Linked DNA regions of Zea mays: region 2 is linked to region 1. Evidence: chromatin contacts called from public Hi-C data. All regions are on one chromosome and are shown on one strand. Each heading gives the region's core, a stretch centred on a gene start, on an enhancer-like site or on the middle of the called end of the contact. The rest is flanking DNA. Distances are from core to core; before and after follow the strand shown.

Evidence for each region. A called contact is a pair of places that touch in the nucleus more often than the background predicts.
Region 2: a contact with region 1 is called in a Hi-C map of tassel, with 5 times the contacts expected there. The contact joins the promoter of LOC541991 here to the enhancer-like site in region 1. A contact is called at or near these places in 8 of 25 Hi-C or Micro-C datasets (ear, endosperm, leaf and 3 more).

What each region holds. Positions count from the first base shown.
Region 1 is chr7:5,697,878-5,701,119 of Zm-B73-REFERENCE-NAM-5.0, forward strand. No RefSeq gene overlaps it. Among protein-coding and RNA genes, the nearest start is that of LOC109940914, 24 kb to the left of the region's middle. Within about 2 kb of position 1,779, at least 19 of the 20 cell types and tissues checked have an H3K27ac peak or open chromatin away from gene starts, as enhancers often do. A contact at or near this core is called in ear, endosperm, leaf and 2 more, where this site is marked.
Region 2 is chr7:5,739,824-5,743,065 of Zm-B73-REFERENCE-NAM-5.0, forward strand. It overlaps LOC541991 (glutathione transferase 6), which reads right to left and starts at 1,665. Exons shown (of 2, transcript NM_001153314.1): 1 at 1,160-1,665. The coding sequence starts at 1,483. It also overlaps the pseudogene LOC109940828.

The DNA.
Region 1 (3,242 bases), core at 529-3,028:
TGTTCACGGTTCCCTTCTCCTCCCTCTTAGGGCACATGGTTGGGTCGGGTCGGCTCGTGCCTCCTTGTTTGATGTGTCGGGTCGAGTTTTTTTCCGGGCTGCGTCAGGTTTTGGGTAAAAAATCACGGCACGTACCCAACCCGTGAATTATTGAGAGTAAAAAATTATGGCCCGTACCTCCCTCTCACGTTGCATTGGTCAGGTCGAGTCGGGACATGGTTTTTTCGGACTGGTTGGGTCGAATTGGTCGGGTCGAGTAGCCCGTGATCAGGTCTACCTGAGTATATACTGAAACCCTACTCACAGTTGCATCTAACCATCAGTAATATAGATGATGTAGGGTATTATGAGTAGACAGATCAAACGCCTATAAATACTACATGTGCATGCAACCATATCGATATCTTGATCTAACAGTCTTATGCCTATACTCCTTTTTCTCTATTTTTGTGGTACTTTTAGGCCGTCTCTATCAGCTATCCTATATCATCATATATTTCAAACTTCACTATATAAATGTTATAATTCATGGCATAAATCCACCATTCTACATGGTCCGCCGCGCACAACATTTTGGCTATAGGATGACTAATAATGGAGATGCCCTGCCGGCAAAGAATTGTACGCGTGGGCGTAGTAGTGTGCGCGGTCCGTGCTGAAGCGGGTTCAAACACGTCATGTGAATTAGGCTTTCGGTTTGGGTGCATGAATACACGATGCATGCATGCATGCGCGCGTAGGCGTACGGCGTCTCTCTGCGCACTGTGCGTCGTACGGACAGCCGTACACCGTTATTACTAGTTGTGCCAGAAAACACTTGCAGAGTCGCCAAACTTGGCTCGTCGTCTGGTAGTCTAGTGTCTCGTACAACATCACCGTTGAGTTCTGCAGCGGGCGGCCGTACGTGTTTGGGTTTATTTGGCGTGCAACCGTTACCATTCATGTATTTTCTCGTGACATGCATGGTGTGCGTGCGGTGATGCGAAAGCAGCAGCAGCAGGCCAAAGGGGGTGGCTGTGCGTGCGGCAACAGTTGCTGACAGCAGAAGCGACGGCATGATCGACGTTCAGTCAGTGCATGTACGTACGAGCGTGGTGTGTCCGTGTGCGTGGAGGGCCCCGTGTGTGTTTGTGCCTGTGCCTGTGCATGAGCATGAGCGTGGCGCCCAACACAGCATCGCATGAGGGATCTGCTCGGCTCTGCTCTTCGCCAACACTACAGGCAACAGTCGAACAGGCAGGCCTGGCCGCCGGTGGGCGGTGGGTTGGGTTGCATTGCATCGGCCTCTCACTTTCTTTCTTTCCTTTCTGATATGATCGATCATATACACCATCTCGCTGCTGCCCTTTTTTTTTTCGCACTGCCTGTAGCGTCACATGCATCGATCCCTGCCGCCATCTTAGGCTATGCATATGGTCGCGTAAGAACACTATTTTCTACGGTAGACTATACTGTTTACGGTGCACTTCCTCCGTTTCGTTTTAGTTGTCGCTGGATAGTGTAAAATTAAACTATCCAGCGACAACTAAAAAAACGAAGAGAATAATAAGATAGAAGATGTGATGAGTAATCTGCTAGAGACAACCTTAGAGACTTTGCAAGCCTCCAACTCCATCCAGTACAATCGCACACAAAGCCTCCCCATGCATGCAGTTGGCCATGACCATGAGCTCTAATAATTTCCTGACGAAGGAACAGTGATGGTGTTTGGGTGATGCAGCTGCAGACAAGGGAGACGTTACGTGTACTATCTAGGGGCTGAAAGAGATGCGCGCGCGTGCGGCCCAGTCCGGCCGGCGTGGCCCATTCTAGCCTACACGGATGAGCTAGCAATCGTGTGGTATTGCATTGGATCCGAATATCCGATCCAATCAAATCCCCCGACACACTGCTAATTGCCTTCTTTGTTTTCTTCCTATGATCCAATCAATCAATCATTTTCTAACAGTTTGGTAAACACATCGATCGACCACACATTTTTTTTTTGAAAGGGAGTGACAAAAGACTTACCGCTCCAATATATTAGAAGGGGAATAAACTTACATAACACCTCACAAAAAAAATATATGCGCTTAGTCGCAAAAATCGAGATCACAAAATACCTACAACATATATAGGACACTAAGCTGTTAGTGTTACAAATAATCTAACAGTTTTAGCAAACACATTTACGATGCGGTTTCTTTTAGCAAAGACCAAAAAAAAGAAGAAAGAAAGAAAAAAAACTTCCGACAACTCCTTATCTTGAGTCGAAACTGATGAGGCCACGGAAAATTGTTGTCCCCGCGTGGAAAAGTACGTACGTGGACTTTAGTCTTTATTTTTTTTTTTGACAGAATCAGTAGGGGATGCCCCTGCTGAAGAATTTTATTAAGTAAGCGAAACAAAAACGTTAAGACAAGGTCTTTTTACAAACGTTAAGAAGTAAATAAAAGGGAACACTACTCCTATGCCTGCCACAGGCTCAGCCAATTCGGGATAGAGGTGTCAAATTTCCCCCGCGCTCTGTGCATGATCAATCGCAGCTCTTTGCTGAATTCCTGCGTACAACGGTGCACCGAAGGGTCTTTGTTTGAAAACAACCACTCGTTTCGACTTTTCCAGATGCTCCAAGTCATGAGAATAATAATCTCCATAGAGAAGGGGACGTTAAGCTGGTGGTTAAGGTTCGCAGCTGCCACCTCAGGGTTAGAGATTCTGGGCGGAGTAATGCCAATTGAGTTCCAGCAAGCTTTCGCGAAATTGCATCTGAGAAACAGGTGATAGAGAGTCTCCTCTCTTTGCCAAAGACAGTTTTCACAAGAATAGGAATCCAGTTCCATGTTTCTCCTTCTCAGCATATCTCTGGTGTTTAGCCTATTCTTGAGCCACAGCCAATAGAAGACTCTATGTTTAGGCTGACATTTGCTTTTCCATAAAAGTCTGTAAATAGAGTGAATCTGCGTCTGTCCCATAAAAAATCTGTAAGCTTTTTGAGAAGAGAATTTGTCAGATCCCCAAATGTATCGCCAACGATCATGGGCGTCACTGAGGACAATTTGCCCCCAAGTCCCCTTCAGCACCAGAAACTGATCATACGCTTGTTCAGAGATAGGCAAATGAAAGAAACCATCAAACTGCTCCTGCTCCTTGGCCTCTTTCACAGTCGGTTTTGTGTTTTTGGCAAAGGAGAAAAGCTCAGGAAAATTCTGCCTCGGGATGCTCTGACTCCACTGATCATCCCAGAACGAAATTGAGCCTCC
Region 2 (3,242 bases), core at 415-2,914, 42 kb after region 1:
AGCCATTTTTTGGCGCTGCGTTCAGAAGGGCTGTGGCAAGGAGCTGAAGCCGGAGCCGTCCGGGAGCCCTCCTAAACGAGGCTTTATTTAAGCTAGATTATATAATTTATAGGATAAACAAATAGAGCCTCACTCCAAAAAATACGACGGTGACGCTTGCAAGCACCGATGTGCTAATAAATAATTGGACCTAAGTAGAGATAGCAATGGCCCCATCCACGATTCCTCAGGAAATTCCTTCATCATGGGATAGAGATGTAAACCGGAAATTTCTCCCCTTCGACGGATAAACGGGAACGAGAAAGCATTCCTCATCCCTATTCTCCACGAAGACCCGTTAAACTGGCATATAACGATATTTTCGTGTACTAGTTAATGATAAAAATAAATAATTATCTTACCAAGAGATCACTTATCGTACAAATGTGTTCATTTTGTACACATAGTGATTTCTTATATCTACAATATATATAAGTGACAATGTTTTGTATTGATAATAAATATAATTTAAGTGAGAATGAGGATCACACTGTTGGAGATTTATTCTTATGGAGAACGGAGATGGTGAATAAATGTCTCTCGTAAGCATTCGTAGGGATCTTCGCCAAAAAAAAAATTCGTGGCGCACTTACACTCGTAGTAAAGCAGCGATCTTTCGCACAGGATATATGTTTATTGTTCCGAAACATTGCTGAAGTGGCAAGGCACCTATAGTTGTTGCACCAATTTTCCAACTAACTAGCACTAGTGTACCTAATAAAAGTTAGAAAGGTGACTGCTTTACAGCTTATTTTGTCATATTCCTAAATTTAAATCATTTCCAAGCAATTGTGGGCCTGGTGGTCCATTTTAGTCCTTAAATTTTATGTATATATTCAAATGTATGTATGCTAATAAATCTCTCTATATATAACACATATATATACTAAATATTGTATTGTATGAATATATTAAAATGCTAAAACGGTTAATATTTTAGGACGGAATAATTATTTAGTAATGGATCTAACGATGGATTTACCACCCTAGTTAGATTTTCGATCGATAGAAACCGAAGCAAGAATCTTTTTTTTTTTGTGAGAAAATCATCTTACAAGACAACTGAAAGGAGACAAGAGACATGCATGCGTATAGAAACCGACAAGCAGGAAGCAGTCACCTTCTTGTCGATGTAATCGGCCCAGAAACGCGCCTGCGCGCGGGCGTAGGGGTCGTCCTTGGGGAGGAGCGGCGCGACGTCCGGCCAGGCCTCGTCGATGTACTGGAGGATGACGAGCGACTCGCAGACGGGCCTGCCGGCGTGGAGCAGGACGGGGATCTTCTTGTGGATGGGGTTGGAGCGGAGGAGCAGCTCGCCCTTGTCCAGGAGGTCCTGCTCGCGGTACTCGTAGGCCACGCCCTTCTCCGCCAGCGCGATCCGGCAGCGCTGCCCGAAGGGGCTCACCCAGAAGTCCAGCAGCACGACCTCCGCCGCCGCCGCCATTGCCACCAGCTGCTCGGTCGATCGGCCTCGAAGCGACGTGGCTGGTAGGGCGAAGGCGTTGGAAATGCCGAAATGGATTAGAGGGTTTGGTTGATCCTTTTCGCCTGAAGTGAAGAGGGAGATTTATGGAGGCAGGCGATCGTGCCGAGGGTTTGTTCGGCCGGCCACCTGTGGTCATCAGTGACGACAGCTACTTTGGTTTTTGGTATACTACAGTCTCGACCGAGAAGGGTCCTTTATTTTGATCTCGTTACCTACTGCGACCACTTTTGTGAAGGGTATTATTCTGATTTGAATACCCAAACTTATTAGACATTTTTGGACCAAATTTAGTCAAATTCTGTGCACATTCTGGGCTCAAAATTTAGTATCAGTTACACAGCAGACAGCACTTCACTAATGAACTACTTTCTCAAGAATAAATATGAGAGCATACCATTTGATTATAATGGTAAGGGCAAGGTAAAGGGACTTGAAAAGATTCCAATGTCTAGTAGCATGAGTATATACAATCCGGGGCGTCTGTTGGACACTACATGTGTAGCTGTGTTAGCATCATGCACAGTCCCGGGCTATCTGGCCCCAGCAATTCGAAGAGTGGCACTGTGGCGGCACACCCTCTACGGTGCGTCCTGCCACGGTCTTTGTGGCAACATGGACAATACTCACCATGGTCTGTCATGTCTCGGGTCGTCCACTCTGTATGCCACTATGTCTAACCGTCTGGTCATCCATGACGTACGATACAACTTCCCAGGTCTCCTGTGGTGGTAGATCCAACGACGAGAACCATAACGCGAAATCCAAACTGGGTGGAAGCATGCAGACGGATTGTGAAGCAGAGGATGGAGGGAACGGGGCGTGTGCGTGCAACCAGATCGGGAGGGAAGGTTGGAGGGGACAGGGCGGGGGCGTGTTGTTGGATCGCCAGCAGATGGAGTGGTGGCGAGAAAGAAGCTAACCGGTGAAATTTCCCGTGAAGAGCGCAATCCCCTGTTTGTTTCAGCTTTTTGCAGCTTCTGGCCACTAAAAGCTGTTGCGGACTGTCAAACGCTCAGCTTTTCAGCCAGCTTCTATACAATTCGTTTGGGCAAAAACCATTCAAAATCAACGTAAACACATAATCGGTTGAGTCATTGCAATAGTAGGAATCCGTCACAGCCAGATTATCTTCCTCCGCACGTAATCCTAATGATACTCAGATTCTCTATACAGCTAGATTCTCCTCACAGCCAGATTTTCAGAAAAGTTGGTCAGAAAAAAGCTCAACCAAATATGCTATTATTTATCGCGTCGACCAGGCCAAGGCCAGACTCAACAGGCCTGGTGGAGGAGGAGGGAAGAGAGAGGAGGAGGACAGGATAGCCATGTCAAGTTCGTCGCCACTTCCCCTCCCCTGTCTCATGTAGCCCTAGATCCTCATTGTGCGCACAGTTTCTCGATAGGAGTACTCGAGTCGGCTTGAAACCTAGCGCTCACCAAGATTTCGAGTGATTGGTACCTTGGGAGGTCGCAGGGACCCGATTTCTCATGCAACCTGAGAGGGGGCGTCGGTCGGGCTCCTTTTTACCCCTCTCCCCCATGGTGGAGGGGTGATGTTCAGTAGCGAATTCAGCTCGTGTTCATTACACAACCTAAAAGCTCCAATCAAATGAAAGTCCAGGCATAGCATCTCCAACGAGGAGCTCTATTTCCCTAAAAATGTTTAGGGCTTCAATTAAAATTTTCACTCCAACCGTTAAGGCTTAAATAATCATAG